Linked DNA regions of Mus musculus: all the other regions are linked to region 1. Evidence: chromatin contacts called from public HiCAR-type and promoter capture Hi-C data. All regions are on one chromosome and are shown on one strand. The core of a region is the stretch at or near the end of the contact, and the rest is flanking DNA. Distances in the headings are between cores, read along the strand shown.

What was found. Promoter capture Hi-C pulls out the DNA fragments that hold promoters and counts their contacts. HiCAR-type assays count read pairs that join an accessible place to other places.
Region 2: a HiCAR-type map of astrocytes shows a contact between it and region 1, with 5 times the contacts expected there. The contact joins the promoter of Ticrr here to the promoter of Ap3b2 in region 1. A contact is called at or near these places in 2 of 39 promoter capture datasets (liver and pre-B cells) and 1 of 115 datasets of contacts at active chromatin or transcription factors (astrocytes).
Region 3: a contact with region 1 is called in a promoter capture Hi-C map of liver, with 2.4 times the contacts expected there. The contact joins the promoter of Fes here to the promoter of Ap3b2 in region 1. A contact is called at or near these places in 2 of 39 promoter capture datasets (hippocampal neurons and liver).
Region 4: a promoter capture Hi-C map of liver shows a contact between it and region 1, with 3 times the contacts expected there. The contact joins the promoter of Wdr93 here to the promoter of Ap3b2 in region 1. A contact is called at or near these places in 4 of 39 promoter capture datasets (liver, neutrophils and pre-B cells) and 1 of 9 other capture datasets (liver).
Region 5: a contact with region 1 is called in a promoter capture Hi-C map of embryonic stem cells, with 4 times the contacts expected there. The contact joins the promoter of 1700010L04Rik here to the promoter of Ap3b2 in region 1.

Annotation. Positions count from the first base shown.
Region 1 is chr7:81,492,607-81,495,306 of GRCm38.p6, reverse strand. Ap3b2 (adaptor-related protein complex 3, beta 2 subunit) reads left to right here and starts at 1,382. Exons shown (of 26, transcript NM_021492.3): 1 at 1,382-1,799. The coding sequence starts at 1,687. It overlaps BC048679 (cDNA sequence BC048679), which reads left to right. Exons shown (of 6, transcript NM_001193274.1): 5 at 1-181; 6 at 929-1,033. The coding sequence ends at 961.
Region 2 is chr7:79,658,752-79,661,451 of GRCm38.p6, reverse strand. It overlaps Ticrr (TOPBP1-interacting checkpoint and replication regulator), which reads right to left and starts at 1,256. Exons shown (of 22, transcript NM_029835.1): 1 at 450-1,256. The coding sequence starts at 1,112.
Region 3 is chr7:80,386,520-80,389,219 of GRCm38.p6, reverse strand. It overlaps Fes (feline sarcoma oncogene), which reads left to right and starts at 1,274. Exons shown (of 19, transcript NM_010194.2): 1 at 1,274-1,383; 2 at 1,877-2,098; 3 at 2,236-2,409. The coding sequence starts at 1,886. Furin (furin (paired basic amino acid cleaving enzyme)) reads left to right here. Exons shown (of 16, transcript NM_011046.3): 16 at 1-26.
Region 4 is chr7:79,741,724-79,744,431 of GRCm38.p6, reverse strand. It overlaps Wdr93 (WD repeat domain 93), which reads right to left and starts at 1,283. Exons shown (of 18, transcript NM_001381990.1): 1 at 1,195-1,283. Pex11a (peroxisomal biogenesis factor 11 alpha) reads left to right here and starts at 1,301. Exons shown (of 3, transcript NM_011068.2): 1 at 1,301-1,522. The coding sequence starts at 1,467.
Region 5 is chr7:82,850,271-82,852,970 of GRCm38.p6, reverse strand. It overlaps 1700010L04Rik (a long non-coding RNA gene), which reads right to left and starts at 1,372. Exons shown (of 5, transcript XR_378283.4): 1 at 714-1,372. Gm36584 (a long non-coding RNA gene) reads left to right here. Exons shown (of 5, transcript XR_003946820.1): 3 at 361-756.

The sequences.
Region 1 (2,700 bases), core at 133-2,632:
GGGGCACAGAGCTCTGCAGCGCTCCCGACAGCTCTGGCGTGTGCTACGCAGGCGCGGTGGCGTTGACCCTAGGGTGCTGGAGAGCCGCGTGCGAGAAGCTATGGACAACGATCCTCCTCCCTACCATCCCACTAGCAGCAACTGTGTGCACTTTGCACTGAACCTGTTGGGCATGGACTCAGTAAGTGCCTCTCTTCTACCTGCCCACATCCCATGCCAGCCCCAGTCTGCTAACAAAGGCACCTAACCAACTTGCTCCAGCATAATTCAGATGATTCCCCTCTCCACTACACCCAGACCAGGTTCCTTTCATCTTAAACTCTTTACTCTGGCAATCTAAAGTCCCCAGAATAGGTGTACCTATTTTTGAAGTTACACACTTTGAAACCCTTTAGCGCCAGGTAGACCTCAGGCTACTGTTCTTAGATCCTGAGCAGATATATTTACTGAACATGACCGATCTCCAACCCAGGGGCTGCTCCAACTCCATCCTTCTTTTTGCAGTAGAACTTTCTATTGATCCAAAGTCCGCCTTTCTCAGTTCCATCCTTTTCCAAACAGTCCACCAATTCTGATCTTAGAGAATTGGGACCCTAGTCTACAAATCTCGGTCCTTGGGAATACTTCCATTCTATGAGCCTGGCCAGGAGTTCCCAATCACTCAACCTCATGTCCAAAATCTAGACCAAAGATAAACAATTCACCATCAGCCTAGTCCAGGGTGTTCTCTCTAATCCAGAACTAGCTACAATCCTTCTTCTTGCTTTCCTTCCTTCCTTCCTTCCTTCCTTCCTTCCTTCCTTCCTTCCTTCCTCCCTTCCTTCCTTCCTTGGGTCTTAGGAGCTAAGCTTGATAAATCACAAAGTCCTGGAGACCTGGCAATTACACCAGACCCTAACTCAATCTGTTCGTCTTCTTTCCCTTCTAGATGTCAATGGACAGGAACCTAACCAGTGATTAATGTGACCTTGGGTCCTCCTGAATGGGCCAAAAGAGGTTTCAGAAGGGATCATTAAAGTATTTTCCCAAACGTAATTAGGATGTTGGAGGTTCTCTTTACTCCACCTAGAACTGATTTGCTCCCAGAATGCCCTTAGCACTTGCTTCCTGGGTCAGCCTCCTCTTAAATTCCACTTCTTCCAGGAAGTTGCTATGATTCCCAGTGAGTAAGCAGGTTATCCTCAGAGGGATTTAGACTGTGTGAAAAAGGATGGAAAGGTACCCACCCCTAAATCTCCAAGGTAGATGTTCCAACCCAGGCCTGCGAGTATGGCCTTCTTTCAGTGTCCCTCACGTCCCCCTCTCTCACTGCATGGGTGGGCGGGTCCGTGGAGGTCAGGTGATCGGGAGGGCGGAGGCAGGAGGTCCGCATCCCTCCAAAGACTATACAGTCATCAGCCCTGCAGCCTTGCTCACTGTGAGAGACCTTTAGATGCTTGCAGTTGCCAGAGAGTTCTGAGAGATTGGGACAGGGCAGGCGCTGTTCCTCCGTCCCCTGTCAGCTCACCCCAACCCTGCACTCCGCGGGTGGTGCCGGTCCCTTTAAGAACCTTAGCGCTCAGCCCTGATTGCTGAATCTGCGCGCTGCCTCCGCCGCGCAGATTGCAGCTCCGCAGAGCTAGGCGTGCATCCCATTCCTCGACCAAAGCCCAACCCGGCCGCTCAGCCACCCCTCAGCGCAGATCCATGTCGGCCGCTCCGGCCTACAGCGAAGACAAGGGCGGCTCAGCCGGTCCCGGGGAGCCAGAATATGGCCACGACCCGGCGAGCGGCGGTATCTTCTCCTCGGACTACAAGCGGTGAGCTAGCGAGCGCCGGCCGGGTGCGGCTGGCGCGCAGGCACCATGGACAGCGCCCGCGAGGCTGCGGCCCTGCCGACCCAGACCCGCCCTGCGCGCTTCCCGGGGTTCCCGCAGCAGGGCCACTTCGCCTTTAGCTACGAAGGGGCGGGGGACCCAAGGCTGGTGGGGGAGGGACCAGACAGGCGGGGTCCTTATGGAACAGCTGCGATGATGTTTGCAGCCTTTTATTCGCTGGCTCAAAGAGAAACCAAAACAAAACCCCCAAAACCAATTCCGTAGGGGACGGGTCTGAATTGGGGAACTGGAGTTTGAGTGTGGTCCACTCCAGGAAGCCGGCCCTGGATGTAGACTGAGAAACTGGCTCCTCCTGCAAATTAATTTCTCCATCTTTCCCCAACCCCCACATTGCCCTATGATTCAGCCCTACTTGGTTTGAATCTTACCTTTGACTCATTCATTTATTTGTTCATAAATTCAATAGCACATTAATTAAAGGCCTGTGGACCTGTTAGTCACGGAACGGAGTAGTGAACAGGAGCCAATAGATTGTTCCAACCGGGAGCACAATTGTAGCCCTGACAATTCAAGGGTCAGGAGTGGGAGTGCAAGACATGTTCCATTTCAGGGAGGAAGGTACTCTCGTGTTAGAAATGGGTCTGGGGTCTCAGGGAAATCACCACACAATCCAGAGCACAAGGCGCAAGCGAATGCACTTCTTCAGAAGGGTCACTCAACCAGGCAGGTTCACCGAGTGCGAGTCCCACTGGATTTTTATTACTAATGATCGGGTGACCCTGTTCCTTACCCTGCATGGTCAGTGCTAGGCCTCACATGCTCAAGCAGCTGCAAACAGCAACAAACCCTTAAAAGTCAGTCAACTGATATGCAAAGTGCAACT
Region 2 (2,700 bases), core at 7-2,506, 1.8 Mb after region 1:
AGAACTAGAGAGAGACCTGCCTCTCTGCCTCCTGAGGGCTGGGGCGTCATCAGGCCGGGCCAACAACAAAGGTTAAGAGAGGTTTCTACTGCCTCAGAGGGAGAGGATTAGAGGTCCAGGAAGACACAGCAGCACTAGACAAAACAAGCGGCCAAGTCCTGTAGCCTGGCTGAACCAGGCTTCCACCATGCTGGAATACAAGTGCTGTGTAGCAAAACTAAGGACGCAAAAGCACCCAGGTACCAAAGCGCAGAGGCTCTTCCACACTCGGATTTAATAGGTACCCAGAATCTACCCATTTTGTTGGAGGAACGCTGTCCTTTGCGACCCGCAAGGGTTTCCCTCGGAAGGCACACGGGGTTCATTCTGGGTCTGTGGCACTTTACGGAGCCTGACAAGTTCAGCTGTCGGGGAGTTGCGGACCGGATCCAGACTGCTTCTCACCTTACCTTAGATCGCTCGGTGGTGTCCACCCAGTACAAGGTGATATTTCGGGCGATCATAACCTCTTGGACTCTCTTGGGCAACACCTTCTCCATCACCTGCTTGGGGGTGAGCGGCACGCGTTGAGCCTGTGCCTCGCACCCGGACACGAACTGAAGCAGCTCCCTCTGCGAGTGAGGACAGGGCGCCAGGAGGAAGACGGCGTTCCCAAAGCCCCCGAGCGCGGCCTGGGCCTCCCTGGCCTCGCCGTCGGCGTCCAGCAGCCTCCTGCCGCTACTCCGCAGGATCGGCTTGGTGGGCGACGTGATCTCCGGCCGGTCCCACTGGTAGTCGAGCAGCGTCTCCATCAGGGCACCGTGCGTGTGGGTGGCTCTGGGCGTCGGGCCCGGCAGGTGAGCTCCGGGAGGGCGATCCCCCAGCCTGGCCTCCAGCTCCTCCTCGAAGTCCTCCCAGGAGCGGCTCCCCAGCTCGCGGAAGTCGGACACGCGGGAGGGCCGGCTCCGTGCCCCCTGAGAGTCGAAGAACTTGAAGGTCCAGTGGACCCTGGCAAGGCCGAAGCGGCAGCTCAGGTAAGTGAGGAGCCGGAGGGCGGCGCGTCGGGCCGGGCTATGAGGAGCAGAGACGCCCGCTGTGTCCACCAGCAGCATCACTTTGTGACAGCAGGCCATCTCGGCCGCCACGGGACTCCCTCTGCCCGGCCGCGCGTGGCCCTTCCTGAGGTAAAGCACTCTCTTCAGAGAACCAGCGCCATTGCCCGCTTCTCTGAGGCCCTGCTCCGAAGGCTCCCGCGCTCTCCGACAGCTGCAGCTATTGGAGGAGCTGGTACCCAAACTCGGCTCCTATTGGCTGCAGGCTGAACGTAAGTTACGTAAGCACTTCCCTCTTTAACCCTAACTGGAAGGCGTGTGGAAGACCTCCGCTTGATTGGTGGAGGGTGTGGCGGTGGGCGGGGCGCTGAGTTCCGGGAGAAATGTAGTTCTCATTGGCCTGAGCCTTCGTTTTAAAATTTAAAGAGGCGGTACTTCGGGGGCGTGGCGGTGGGCGCGGAAGCCTTCGTTTGGGCTACTGTGCGCAGATGTGAGTGTGAGTGTGAGTGTGAGTGTGTGAGTGTGAGTGTGTGAGTGTGAGTGTGAGTGAGTGTGTGTGTGTGTGTGTGTGTGTGTGTGTGTGTGTGTGTGTGTGTCTGTACACGCGCGCGCGTACGTGAGTGTGTGTGTCGCCTGCGGAAGGCGGGGCGTGTTTACTAGAACCCTGAAGCCTGGGATGTGCACAGTGAGGGGTTTAGGATGCTTGAGTCAAGTTCACTTTAGACTACTCTTAAGTCTTTTAGCCTATGACGGAGGGCTTAATTTTTTTTTTCTGTAAAAGACGAAAGGAACATTTCATAATCCTCAAACTCGAGGGACGGAGGTAGGAGGATCGCAGGTTCCAAGCCAGCAGGGGCTACTTAGCAAGGCTGGAGCATAGTGGAAGGACCTCGGATACTCTATTGTAAAGGTCTGGAAGGCAGGGAAGTGTTTTCGGGAAGAAAGAGAAGTGACAGAAGAGCAATACGGGTCCTAGGTAGGAAAATGTAATATAAAGATACCTAATCAGACGTCTGCAGAGCACCTGGGGAGGCTGTTTTACAAACTAAGGAGTGAACACACCAGAGAGTACGCAAGCCAGTCCAATGGGTGCAGAAAAAAACACTAGAACGTCCGATTTCCAGCACCCGCCTTCTTACAGCTCATCCATTCAGTAGATTAGTGTTTTCTGAAGTCTTGGTTTTGTTTTACTTGTTTTTGTTGTGTGTTTGTTTTTGTGACTTTCTTTTATATTCCAAATTGGCCTCAAACTGTACCTTGTACTTCTCTGATCATCCTGCCTCCACCTTCCTAGTTCTGGGACTGTAGACATGCCCCTGCACCAAACGCAGTTTATGGGGTATTGGGGATCAAACCCAAGACTTCCTGAATGCTGGACAGTCAAGCACTGAACCAACATCTCCAACACTCATTCGTGTCTTCCTCCTCCCCCCTCCCGCTTTCTTTTTAACTTTATTGTATATGGGGGCAGGGAGGTGTTGCTAGGGATGGAACTCCCAGCCTGGCATGTTGTTAGCAAGTATGCTCCCTCTTGGTCTCATCTCTGGCCAGTGGATTTTTTTTTGTGTGTGTGTGTGTGTATGGGCGTTTTGCACATGTGCATGCCTGTGCTCAGAGATCAGAATAGGGTGTTGGATCCCCTGGAACTGGAGTTGCAGCTGATTGTGAG
Region 3 (2,700 bases), core at 25-2,524, 1.1 Mb after region 1:
TTAAACGTGCAGACTATGCAAACCAAGCCCGGTCTCCAGTGTCTATAGCTCTTCTCGGGACCCTTAGCTGTTTGACTGGGGAAGGGTGGGAACTAGGGGCCAGTTTGGCTTAAGTCAGAAGGCTTAAATGCCTCTAAGAGGTCTAGGGCTTCCACTGCTGAGGTCTGAGGGGATCCTGAGTGAACCCAGATCTGTGTGCTCCTTGGTTTTATCATGACATAAGCTAGTGTCACCTGGGAAGAGAAGCTTCAGTTGAGAAGTTGCCTCCATTGGATTGGCCTGTGGGCAAGTCGGTGGAGCATTTTGATACTGGCTGATGTGGAAAGGCCCGGTGTACTGGGGGTGTCTACCTTCCCATACAAAGATCCTGGGGTGCCTGTGAAAGCAAGTGGCCAGCGAGCAGTGTCCTCCGTGGTTCCTGTTTCAGCTCCAGCCCTGACTTCCCTTGGTGGTGGACTCTAATCCTTAAATCAGACAATCTCTCTCTCCAGGCTGCTTTCAGTTCTGGTGTTTATCACAGCTAGCCGAGCTCACCTTTAATCTCAGCATTTGGGAGGCAGAGGCAGGGCATCTCTTCATCTGAGGCCAGCCTGATCTACATAGCAAGTTCTAGGACTACACAGAGAGACCCTTTCTCAAAATAAAAGAAAAAACAAAACAAACAAACAAAAAAAACCCCAGCAAACCAGGATTGAATGGCTGGGGGAACCTGAGTCCCTCATGGGGAAATAATTTCTCCTCAGTTCTATACCCCACGCTGGCCCAGGCTGCCACTGAGACTCAACGCCCTGCCTGAGAGAAAGGGTGCTACCGGAACCCGGGCCCGAGAAGCAGGCCTCTGCTTAGGATTTTGACTTGGAGATTTTATATGCAAATAGTGGCTGGCGCCTGAGGTCTCCTTAGGGAATCCAGAGGAGGGACAGGATTAGGCTTCCTTCCTCTATGTCCCCCTGGCACCCTAGCACGCTGTCAGGATTCACATTAGTCCACACACCCTGGGTGCCCCGGGGGTCCCAACACCCTGCCTGAGGCCTCACCTTGAGTCCATCCCCACTGCATTTTGGGTTCCTTCCCCCGCGTTCGCGGGACCCTGGAGAGTGCCTGGTTCACAGGCCACTCTTCGCATGGCCATTCTTTGCCGGCCTCCTCCTCCCTTCCGTTTCCGTGGCTGAGCTGTCGCTGTAGGCTGTGGCCCAGGGCACGCAGAGTGGGGAGCAGGATGGGGGGGTGGGCTGTGCTCTCTCTTCCCTATAGTGGACCCGCCCCGCGGCCTAGGGCAACTGAAACCACGGAGGAGGAAGCAGGAATCAGGAACTGGCCCGGCAGATTCTGGGCCTTAGTCGGTCCACCGCCACCTACCCCAGGAGCAGCTGCCCGAGAAAGGTAACTCCACCTTCGAGATCCAGGAGTTTATGTGGAACACGGGCAGGGCTGGGCACCGGAAAGGGGCCAGGCGGGTGTTCTGGGAACCTGAAACCTGATGGGGGTGGGGCTAGGATCTTGGGAAGAGCAGGAAAGCCCAGTGATAGGGTTTTTTTTCGGTGGCTCCCGGAGGCCGCAGTCCAGCACTGTTGAAGGCCCTGGGCAGGGCAGGAGTCGGTAACACCCAGGAATGGTGTGGGGGAAGGGTCCTGTTAGGGACCTCCAGTCTGGTTCCTGGAAACAGGACCACTGGCTCTGAAATCTAGTCTAGTACATCGGAAGCAGAAGGGCCAGCCCCAGTCCAGGCTGCTCTCTGCACCTCTTGGTATTTTTTTTTTTTTTCTAAGCAGAACCCCACCCATGTCCCGCCCGCAGCCCTCTTCGACCGTAGCCTCATCTTCCATCACCAGCCGCTTCTTTTGTCTCCACTGAATGACCCGGTTTCTGTCCCCAGGACACCATTATGGGCTTCTCTTCAGAGCTGTGCAGCCCCCAGGGCCACGGGGCAGTGCAGCAGATGCAGGAAGCTGAGCTGCGCTTATTGGAGGGCATGAGGAAGTGGATGGCCCAGAGGGTCAAGAGTGACCGGGAATATGCAGGATTGCTTCACCACATGTCCTTGCAGGACAGCGGAGGCCAGAGCTGGAGCAGCGGCCCCGACAGCCCTGTCAGCCAGGTGAGCTTCCGTGAGCTCTCCCATTCACTTGCCCTCATCACCTCCCCGCTTAGAGGTGGGGTTGGAAAGGATGCAAACCCAGGCTTGCGGGCCATTGCCCTGTTCTTCCCATTTCCCTATCCCACAATGTGCTGTAGTCCTGGGCAGAGATAACAAGCCAGACCGAGAACTTGAGCCGGGTGCTGCGGCAGCATGCAGAAGATCTGAACTCGGGGCCCTTGAGCAAACTGAGCGTGCTGATCCGGGAGCGGCAGCACCTGAGAAAGACGTACAACGAGCAGTGGCAGCAGCTGCAGCAGGAGCTCACCAAGGTAGGCGGGCACCCAGAGGACGCTGTCGCAATAAGGTGCAGTTTTACACAAGAGTGCTTAGGGAAGCAGAAGTCACTGACCGCAGGCCCAGCTCCAGGATGGCCTGTGTGGCCTTGCCGCTGCAGCTTCCTCCTTTCCTCTCACAACTTTGGCTAACTTGCTACAGGGCCTGTTGAGCCACTGTGAGGGACTTGGGGGGGGGGGGCAAGTGTGCTTAGAGTGGACCCCGCCAGGGCCCCAGAGGCCGAATCCTGCCCTGGTCTGAGTCCCAGCAGCTCTTCAGCTACAGGC
Region 4 (2,708 bases), core at 34-2,533, 1.8 Mb after region 1:
TAAACATAGAGTCTATAGGTCTGGTGTGTACTTTACTTCGGGCCTGCAAGTGTTAGGGGCAGGCCCGAAGCAGGGAATAGAGAAAAGTAGGCGACCCGATTTCACAGACACACCGAGCAAGCTTATAAATTTCCTTTCAAGGAGCAGCTTGCAGAGCTTCCACCAGAGACTCTGGGTTTTCTCACATGCTGTCCGCACGCTGCTCCCACCCTTTCACCAAGCTGCTGCTTGGGAACCTCCATTGTAAAAAGCACGGCTTTCTCTTTTCCTCCTCTTCTTCATCTCTCTATTCTTGGAAGCTACTGAGATTCACAGTTTGCCCTGTTGTCTTTTTTTTTTTCTTTCAAGCTGGCAGTAAAATCGCCCTCCAGTTTCAATCTGCAACTATTTCTTTTTTTTTTTTTTTTTTTTTTTTTTTTTTTTTACTAGCCCACAATAGGGAGCCTTGCTGTCCGCAGTAACAAGTTAGAGCATTAGGAAAGCCTGCCAGCTGAGGGAGGACCATGTATTGTGCATTATTGTACAGTTAATGTGGCCCAGGTCCCTGCAGGGATCAGTGAGCGTAGCTCAGCTGGCTAGAGAGGCGTCACTGAGGGGTCCTGGCCCACAAGCTTTCAGAGAAGCCTAGGAACTCACATGTTACCCCATCCTTAGAAAAGCACCTCTGGGGCATCCCCTAAGAAGGTTGGGTGACGAGACTGAGGCTGTGTTTCAGCAGGATATTCCCACCCAAGCCATCAGAGTCATTGCTGGAATAATATCATAAAGGGGTAGGGTAAACAGAAAGACAGGGGAGAGGTAATGAGGCGAGGAAGGAGGGAGAAGCGGTGAAAAGAAGAAAATTACTAAGTGGGGCTCCATCTTCAAACGCCACAGAACCAACGATCAGCGGTGCAATGTCACTGATCTCCCTTGCCTGTGCTTTGCTGGTGTGGAGCTTGTAGGATTTCCTCAGGAATCATTTGGTTTTTCAATAATCCTAATAGAAAATTCTCCCACTTTACTCCCACTCTTCTGCTAGAAACACACCCCAGGAACTGACTTAGCTCTGTTGCCTGCATCATAAGGCCTGACACTGGGAAAGGATGCGGCCTGCAGCCTGAGAAGACCATTTAGCATTCCTGATGGGGTTCATGGGTACCTGGGGACACCTGGACGCCTGAGGCAGGGGAATGACCCACTCAGTGCCTCTACCTGGAAACCAAGACGGGAGAAGGCCACGACCTTGTGAAACTCAGCTCTACTCACAAGTCTTGTGGCTTGGCGTCGCCTTAGTAACTACCACTTCCGGTACTAACCGGAACTCCAAAAGCCGCGTTTCCGAAGGTGTGCCCACCCCCGTGTGGGCGGAGAGACGAAGTCCCACCCACCTGGCAACTAATCTGTTCCCGCTGTCCCCCGGGACCGGCGACGTCCCAGGGGACCCACGAGGGAGCGGGCGCAACGCGTGGCTGTGGGTGGGAGCCATGGACGCCTTCATCCGAGTCGCCAACCAAAGCCAGGGCCGGGACCGACTTTTCAGGTGAGTCAGGTGCTGTCGGCCTCCGCCCCCGTCCCTTCAGGACCCAGGGTTTCTTCTCGGAGAAAGAGGTCACAGCCCGGTAAATCGAGGCACGAGGCCGCGGCCAGCTCCCACTGAGGAGTTGCGAGCCGAGCCCCTCCTCCCTGTGAACCCGGAGGGACTGTGCGTGTCAGCCACCTCGGTGTCTCGGGAGGTGACAGCGGCCCATGAGTGCGATCTCCTAACTTTCCCCAGGAGAGGGAAAGTTCCCAGCCGCTCGACATCTTTCCTAGAGATTTCTTTTCCAGAGAAACTTGGAGCTTCTTTTGTAGCTAAGGAAACAGAACACCTGTAGTTTGGAGCGCTCGTGAAGTCGTAACTCACGGAAAGACAGATTTATCTTCTTTATCTTCATTTTGGTCCAGTCTGCGCCTTGGAGATATCAAGCTGTTAAAAAGCTGCTTTGTAAACTGTAAACTGTACAGCGGACAAAGTGTTTGAACAATACCTCCCAAGTACATAGTGTACTTTCGAAATCACCAATGCGTGTTTAAAACTAATCCTACTTCATTTTTTTTTAAAAGAGAAATTTGAATGCCCCTCGGTGATCATTTAAAAGAAAAGGAAAAGGGGTATGTGTGAAACATAGGAGTTTAATTTAACAACACTTCTTTTCCAGATGTTTAAGTGGTCAACCTCTAAAATTAACTAAGCATACAAGTAAGAAAAGTCCTAATGGTGAGACTTGACTGTACAGAGCCTCCATTGCAGCCCTGAGATACTTTAATATTCTAATTTCACATATAGGGAAACTGAACCAGGAGGCTAGGAAAAACTAATGTGGCCGAGCCAAAAGATGCAGGTCCACATAGTTGACTCCAGCACCAGCCCACCTCTTCACTTAGGCCATGCTGCCTTTCTGTTTAACTTGATAGAGTCTCAGAATGGCTGAGGATTAGCCATGGTTCATTAGAGGTCAACACATATATCATTTCAGTGGTCCCAGAATGTACCCTACACTGTCTTTAATTTAGGATATATGTATTCAGCAAAATTTTATTTCCCAATCTTTCTAAGGAACTATATAACCATGAACAAACAAACCAACTAGCATTCCTAAAATAATGCCCTGTTTTCAGCCACTATTGAACCAAACCTGAGAGAGGAAGCTGTATAACATAAGCAGTGTGAGCCTCTGGTCAGAGAG
Region 5 (2,700 bases), core at 123-2,622, 1.4 Mb before region 1:
TCTAAGGTGTGTAGAAACCCCCAGTTAATGTTTCCCACTACACACTAACACGGACACACACACACACACACACACACACACACACACACACGCTTCCCATTCCTACCTTTAACAGGAGGAACTGGGAACTGGCCTGCCCTGGGCTGAGTGCCCTCCCTTCGCTAGAGGTTCCTGCTGCAGATCAGTTGTTGAGCTGAGGCTATGCTATGGGCTGTGAAAAGAACTAGCCTCACTCAGGAACATGGTGTCTACTCTACAGCCCCATCGTCCTCAGCCCCACCCTGCCTGCTTAGCTTCCTGGGGTGCAGTTCCTTTAGTCACCCCCACACACTGAATACAGGCTTTTATCTTTCTTTGCAGGATTTGGGGAAGCTTTACACATCAGAATCAGAACCGGGAAAAGGCTGAGGGAGCATCCAGGACCACCATCTCCAACCATTTTTCTTTAAATCTTAAAAGCTTGTGATTTCTTTAAAAACTAAGTCAAATGTCTTCAAGCAAGGCATGAGTACTAACATCTTGGTCAAGGTTAAGGCAGAGTGGGATGGAAATGAAAGGCCCCTGAAATGTTCCAGAACTGACCCCATCTCTCACCCCCCCTCCCCGCTTCCCTTCCCCCTCCCCCACAGCCTCCTCCTCTTCCTTTTCATTTACTGGCTATCATGAATCTTTTGAAGCTCACAGACTCCGTTGCTATGCCAGATGCACAGTACCTTCCAGGGGTATCTCCATGTACTCATTTGTAGAATCAGGAAGGTAAGTCTGAAGGGGACTTGTTTCAAGTGATTTCATTCTTCTAAAATGTCGGTAGGCTCCAAGCTCCCCCAGAAAGGACTCGAACACCAATTATGAGGACCTCAACTTGCACCAGTATATCACACTACTCACGAGTGGAACTCCATCTCGAGTGACATCACACTGCTCACACATGGGACTCCATCCTGAGTGTCCTTGTTTTAAATTATTTTCACTTGATAGTTTTTATGGGGTTAAGACTGGTGGAAATGATGCTTGCCCTGACATGTATCTCCCTCTGCGCTACGCGTATGCACACACACTTCCTTCATCTCTCACCAGGATCTTGGGGCTCTGTCCACTCCTTTTCCTTAACCTGATCCAGACTCACCCACTTCCTTCCCCTGCCAACTGAGAAACCTCCACTTCTCTTTCTCTGTGTTATTTTGGGAGCTCTTTAACCTTTGTGTCTTAGTTTCCACTTTTGTGAAATGTGAGGCTCTTTTATACTGCACTCAATGCAGCTAGCCTTGGAACACAATAGTAAGTTACATATAAACTCTCTACCTGGGCCTGTTGGAGATGTGAGCAAATGCCCAGGTAGAGCACAACCAATAATAGGCTAAAGTGAACCAATGATTTTATTGGGGTTACTTATAAGAACACAGGTGACTCAGGCAGCTATGTCACTGAAAACCCATCCCAGCATGGATGACCTCATAAAAGCAATATCTCTGACACTCTCTGCACAACTTGCAGGCAATTCCATGAGAGAGTCTCCTCTCTCCAGTAACCGTGACGGCTTGTGCAACCTTTGGGATGGGCTTCATGGGGGCTGGGTCTCGAGTCTTGTAATGTTCTTAAGAACTCTCATAACTTTGTCGTGTGTTTAGCATCTCTAAGGAGTGTAGCCACTAGGAAGAAATAGCTACCCAAGATCCTGGTATAAAGGAAGTAATCTCACAGAGATGTTCTGAAGATGTTTGTGGGGGAATTGTATGCAGAAGGACAGTCCAGGGGTTAGTGGCTAACACTTTCATGCTGACCTCAGGCATGGGGGTGAGAGGGTGAGAAGCTGACTGCACAGCCTTGTCATAGTGAATGGGACCAGCAGATGCGAGGCCATGGATAGCCTTAACTGTTCCTCTCACAGAGAATAAGTCTGCAGTCACACAGATGCTACTGTGCCCTCAGGCCTGTGACCCAGCAGCAGCATGCTCCAGTTGTAGGCCTCACTGTTCTGGAGGGAGCTACATCTGTGGCTGGAATCCAGCCACCATCTGTGTCTCTGGCCCAGAATGTGATGGGGACTTCTGGAAGCACAGACATGCCTGTGCGCCTAGCATCACATCTGCAGGGAAACGCTCTGCCTCTGGTAGAACTGGGCCAGCTGAACTGTGGGCACATTCAAGACTCATGAATAGGTCCAGAACAGAGGCTGTGTTGGTCCAACTGCAGGCTCCTACAGCCTCCAGGCTCCACGGCCTCCAGGCCGTTATACCTCTGCTCGTCAATGATTTTGTTCACGCTGAAGTTTTAGGGGTTTTGGGTTGTTTGTTTTGTTTCGTTTGTTCTGTTGTTTTGCTCTTTTAACTTTCAACTGGGACTTAATTCAAACTTTCAGAAAATTTGTAAAACTAAGAATAATACAAAGAACCCTCATCCATTCAGATTCTTACGCTGTTGCTAGAGTTGTTAGTGTCACACATTTCTCCCACTGTCTTTGTCATTGGTATCTTTCTGCTTCACCTTTGATGCTCTTCTCCTCATGTATTCTCTCTCTCTCTCTCTCTCTCTCTCTCTCTCTCTCTCTCTCTCTCTCAGACACACACACACACACACACACACACACAATTCCTGAAATACCTGTGAACCAGGTACACACCATGACCCTTGAACTTGGAACTCTTGGTATCTAAGAATGAGGTATTCTCTTACAAAACCATGTTCCATGGATTAACTTTG